Linked DNA regions of Mus musculus: region 2 is linked to region 1. Evidence: chromatin contacts called from public Micro-C data. All regions are on one chromosome and are shown on one strand. The core of a region is the stretch at or near the end of the contact, and the rest is flanking DNA. Distances in the headings are between cores, read along the strand shown. Region 1 holds the start of Wt1 (Wilms tumor 1 homolog). Region 2 holds the start of Meis2 (Meis homeobox 2).

Evidence for each region. A called contact is a pair of places that touch in the nucleus more often than the background predicts.
Region 2: a contact with region 1 is called in a Micro-C map of embryonic stem cells, with 17 times the contacts expected there. The contact joins the promoter of Meis2 here to the promoter of Wt1 in region 1. A contact is called at or near these places in 1 of 39 promoter capture datasets (embryonic stem cells) and 4 of 484 Hi-C or Micro-C datasets (embryonic stem cells and uterus).

The regions. Positions count from the first base shown.
Region 1 is chr2:105,125,229-105,127,928 of GRCm38.p6, reverse strand. Wt1 (Wilms tumor 1 homolog) reads right to left here and starts at 1,400. Exons shown (of 10, transcript NM_144783.2): 1 at 487-1,400. The coding sequence starts at 1,132. Wt1os (Wilms tumor 1 homolog, opposite strand) reads left to right here and starts at 1,419. Exons shown (of 7, transcript NR_015462.1): 1 at 1,419-1,606. RefSeq lists an enhancer at 1,156-1,385, a cis regulatory region at 1,681-1,718 and a promoter at 1,147-1,913.
Region 2 is chr2:116,063,611-116,066,310 of GRCm38.p6, reverse strand. Meis2 (Meis homeobox 2) reads left to right here and starts at 1,253. Exons shown (of 12, transcript NM_001159568.1): 1 at 1,253-1,509. The coding sequence starts at 1,498.

The sequences.
Region 1 (2,700 bases), core at 151-2,650:
TCGGGCTTGTCAGAGGCAGCACGGGGGCGGGGGGTGGGGGATGTCCCTAAACCACAGCACCACTCGGAGTCCTCATCTTGGTCTACCCTAGACGTTTTAAGAGTCAACGCCTGGTGAGGCCTTATGCATCAGACTTTCCCCCGGTGTAGAGTCACACGTTACAGCCAACCTCCTCTTCCTCCTCCCGTGGAGTTCCGAAATCTCTAGGACACCCCGGGGCCCCAGATGTCCTCCCGCGTCCTACGAACTATCGGACTCTGGGGTTGCGCTCAGTAATGTGTAAGTGGTGGTGGTGGTGGTGCGTTGTCGCGTTGTCACTCGCATTTGACAGAGCCCACTCCTCCCTGTCCGCTACTTTCAGACTCCCTTGGAAGGCTGCTGAGTAAGAACTGGCATCAGGAAGGAACAGACAAGGGGAGAAGCGGCGTGGGAGCAGGTCGCGGAGCCACTACCGCGCGTGGAGGTCGCGCTGTCCGGAATCCTTACCTTGGTTGCGGATGGTAGGCTGGCTCTCCAGGCAGCTGGGCAGGTAGGGCGCATTGGGGAACATCCTGGCCTGGCCCGAGGACGCCTGGCTGGGCGGGGGAGGACCGAAGGGTCCGTAGCGACAGGCCCCGGCTGTACCGGTGAACTGGCCCGAGAAGTGCAAGGTGAAGGCGCTCAGGCACTGCTCCTCGTGTGGCTCGGCGCCGCCCCAGCTGGGCTCCTGTTTGATGAAGGAGTGGGGTGGCGGCGGAGGCGGCGGCGGAGCGGGAGGAGGCGCGGGACCGCCCAGCGACCCGTAAGCCGAGGCGCCCGGAGGCGCGAAGTCCAACACGGGCGCCCACTGCGCTGCGCCGCTCACAGGGAGCCCGCAGCCGCCGCCGCCGCCGCCCAGCGAAGACACAGCGGGCAGCAGCGCGTTCAGGTCCCGCACGTCGGAACCCATGAGGTGCGGCTCGGATGCGGACGGTTCTCCGCTCCTGCGATCCTGCGGATTCTCGGCGCTGGACTTGGCCCAGGCGCTCCGGGGGCCTCGGTCCCCAGGTTGCTCCGGCTGCTGGACGCACCCGGGCTCCCGGCGGAGCGTGTGCTGAGACGCCGGCTCCGGGACACACGTGGAAGCCGGCTCCTGCGACAGGAGGAAGTCCAGGATCGCGGCGAGGAGGCGGCGGGCCCGGGTTCCTGGGCTGCCGTCCTCTCTCTGGGTGGGTGGGTGAATGAGTGGGTGGGAGGGAGGGCGGGAAAAGGAAAGGGGGAGCAGGCAGGCGGTCGGGTTGCGGAGAGCCCCGGGTGTGGGCGCTGCCTTGAACTCCTTACCCCAGCTGCCTGGCTGCCCCCAGCTTCCCAAAGCTCAAATAAGAGGGGCCGGCAGCAGGGAAGGAGGAGGAGCCAGGATGCTCGGCCGCTCCATTCACACAGCAGCCCTAGCCTAGCTCAGCAAAGCGCGCTGCTCGTCCCGGTTACTAGCACCGGGGGTGTGGGGCGGGCCCGAGGGAGCGTTCATCTCGGAGACACCCTCCTCTCTGGCCCGCCACGTGCTCTCAGCTGGCCTGTACCGCAAGCCTCCCCCTGCTACCCTAGCTGGCCTTCCCGAGTGTAGGCGCCTTGAGGCAAGGCCGTCTAGGTAAGTAATGAGTCCCCTCGGTGTCGGACCGAAGTAGGAGAAGAGTCCGGGCTGTTAATCAGGAAGGGTGGGGGTGGAGGGAGGGGCAGGTGGGCTCCAAGAGGGCGGGAACCAGAGAGCCCAGAGAACTCTCCTGGGTTCTGAGGCAGATAGCCTAACTTTGGGGCTTATCTCCTCCCATGTCCAGAATTCTAGAGGCTAGCTGCGGGGTCACTTTAGGAGATTAGTCCCTCTGGGTTCGCAGGTTGAGATTCAAGGTGAAATTGTTCGGGATAGATAATTATGAAGTGTGACGTCAGTTGTGACAAGCGGGACCTTTTCGGCTGTCTGATAATTGGTTCTTTGGTACGGTTGGAACCCAGAGGGCGGGTGTTACCTACAGTGTAGATGACACTTACTGTCTCTTTTTGGCAATGGGGTATTTAAACCTTAAATTAACTGGGGGAAATTTTCAGCTGTTTTGGGGGGTGCCGTGGGAGGCGCTTAGCAGAAATGCCCAGAACCTACTTTGAGTGTGGTGGGAACGTTTCGGCGCCTTGTTGAGAAGAAACGGGAATGGAGGAGCAAAGCTACGTCTCCAAACACAGCTTCTTCTAGTGATTAGGGAATGATGGCGGACCTGCGGTGTTTGATCGGGAGATGCAAACTAGTCAGACTAACCTAGAAATGAGCCCAGGAGAGACTTCACAGGCCCTTTGCTAGAGGCGTGTTTGCACTGGTAGCCCAGAGGGTTTCCAGAGAGTGGCTTCTCAAAAAGAGCTCCTCCCTACACCTTGTAGCTGTTTGGAATCTTGGAACAGGTGTTTGGGGGTTGGTTTGTATTGTCTGAGTTTCCTAAAGCAGTGGAATCCTCGGAGGAAAGAACCCGTAGGCAAATAGAAGCCTAAGGAGTGTAGTGGGTTTCGCAGGTCAGACTTGGGGACTCTTGGAGGCAGCAGCGACTGTTCACCCTGGGACTGCCAGGCGCGCGGGGCCGGGAAGCCAGCTGGTGGCAGTCAGGCATCTGGAACCAGAATGAGGCTTGAAGCTTTCCAACTAAACCTGGGTGGGGGGGGGGCAGTCAAGGATGTTGACTGTAAACACAAAGAAATCTA
Region 2 (2,700 bases), core at 4-2,503, about 11 Mb before region 1:
GCTAGAGCGCCATGCCAAACATCCCCAACGCGACCCAGTTAGGCAGGAGCCAAGAGGAGTGGTGGGGAAATAAACGAGAAGTAAGTTGAAAATAAAAAGATCTGAGTCTGTACCGTACTTTCCCTGTGGCTTTCTGCAGTTTTCCTGTCTGCGCTCTCCCTGTCCTCTTCCACCTCTCTTCCTTCCCCCTCCAATCACGCGTGTTCTCTCTCTCTCTCTCTCTCTCTCTCTCTCTCTCTCTCTCTCTCTCTCTCTCTCTCTCTCCCTCTCTCTCCCTCTCCTGTCGCTCTCCCTCCTTCCCTCCCTTCCCCCTTTCCCCCTCCCTCATCCCCCCTCCCTCCCCTCTTCCTCTCCCTCCCGCGTCGTCCCCCTGGAGAAGCAGGCTTGCTGATTTGCTCCGGTCCTCTCCGCTCCAGCCTCCCCTTCCCCAGCCCCCCCCCCCCCCCCCGGGGCCGTCCGACCGCACTCGCTGCATATCAGAGGCTCCGCGCTGCGCGCTCCTCCTCGCTCCAGCTCCCCACTCTCGGGATGTGTCTCCGCCGTAGGACGGGCTATGGCCACCACGACTTCCGGGTTCCGTCATTTCGTTCTCCCGCCGCCGACCCGCGCCGCCAAACTGAGGCTCTACTATAAGCCCGGCTGCAGCCAACCTGCCAACACCTACTGACACTCACTCATCTCCCAGAGAGAGAAAGAGAGCGCGAGAGAGCGAGCGCGAGTGAGAGCGAGCGAGAAAGAGAGAGAGGGAAAGACAAAATACCTACCAGAGAGGGGGGGAGGAAGTCCAATTTTTGCAAACTATTCATTTTTTTCTTGGTTTTCTCCTTGCTTTCTTTGAACAATACTTTAAAAAGAGAGGATCATATTAGAGCTATTTTGGGGGCAAAGCTAAAAGAGGGGGGAGGGGGGAGGAAGAATTCAAGAAGCAGAAACCCCTCGCGGAGTTTTACTGGAAGAAAAAAAAAACGGGTCTGAAAGATTGCTCCTCTTCATCATCATCAACCATCATTCATTCACTACCTTGACATTCCGGGCTTTGATTGACAGCTGGAGTGGCAAAAAGCCATGAAACTCGACAGTTCGGTTACATGTGGGCTGCTGACTGGCCGCTCGTAACCTTCAGTTCGGGGGCTTGACAATTTTTTTTCTTTTTCTTTTCTTTCTTTTCTTTTTTTTTTTCAACTAAGAGGAAAAGAAGAGAAAGAGGAGTAAAGGAGGACCGAAGAGGAGGAGGAGGGGAGGGGGAGGAGGGGGAGGAGGAGGAAGATCAGGAGGAGGAGGAAGAAGAGGAAAAAAGAGAAAAAGAAGAAATATCACTGAAAAAAATTCTTCGTTTTCTTGACTGGGCTTTCCCCACCCCCCAAAAAATAACATTGGAAAATTGGGAGAAGTCTCCTTGGTTTGGAAAAAAAGGACTCTTCAACCTAGCTCACTTTCTTATCCGGACTGGGATATTAAATATACGACACATCCAGGAGTTTATTGGAGCGCAGACTGATGGCGCAAAGGGTAGGTTTAAATCTCCAACACTTACCTAGATATAAATCCTCTCCTACAGGGCCCTGCCCCATGCCTTCTCTCCCTTTGAGCTGGCTGCTGCTGGTTGCTTGATGATGATGGCGGCCAGTATTTTAAAAAATAGTAACAAAATTATTCACCGGCTTCTTTCCCCCCTGTGCCTCTGCGTGTGTGAGAGTGTGTGTGCGTGCGTGTGTGCGTGTCTGGCCGCGCGTGTCCCAGCGCTGAGCGAGCGGGCGGGCGGCGAGAGCGTGTGAGTGGTGTGTGTGTGTGTGTGTGTGTGTGTGTGTGTGTGTGTGTGTGTGTGTGTGTGTGTGTACTTGTGTGCAATTGTTACACGCTTTCGCCTCGCTCCAGCTTTTACCCCGGCAGCGTGATTCCCCGGGTTCTCTGCGGGCGGCGAGAGCGTGTGAGTGGTGTGTGTGTGTGTGTGTGTGTGTGTGTGTGTGTGTGTGTGTACTTGTGTGCAATTGTTACACGCTTTCGCCTCGCTCCAGCTTTTACCCCGGCAGCGTGATTCCCCGGGTTCTCCTGCCGCCGCCGCTGCGCCTCTTTCGCCGCTACTCGCGCGGCTCCGGGCGGGCGCGGGCTGCGTAGGAGCCGCCGGCGTGGGGCCGCGCTGCCTAGACTAGCCCCGGCTGCTTGTTTTGTCTCTGAAATTGACAAGGACGCAGGGAATCCGCTGCTAAATAATGTTTCTGGTAACTTTCACGTTATTCCTCCCCACCCTCAGCTCCTAGCCCCCGGGGAGGCACCGACCCTAGTCTTCCCTTGTCCTTGCCGTTCTCGGCCTGATTATTAGCGTTTTTCTTCTCTTTATTTTGTTTCATTTCGCCCTTTGATTTATTGGATCTCCTGGAGGAGGCGAAGGGGGGTAAGGGGTGGGATCCGGGGCTTCCTTCTCTTGCTAACTCCACTTCTCCCTGGGTTGGCTCGCTGGGGTTCTGCAGCCTCCAGCGGGAGCGGGGCCTCCCTGTGCCCCCCCACCCCCCACCCGGCGTCCCCGGCCTCTCCGCCTGATCTGCCTTCCCTGAATGCTGCTCTCGGCTCAGACTTTAATTTTAAAATTTACGACATCCTCTCCCAACTTTCAAATCTGTTTTTTCTCCTGGTTTGGTTTGTAGTGTGTTTAACTTGTGTCCGGTACTTTTCTTTTTTTCTGACTTTGTTTTTATTCTCTCT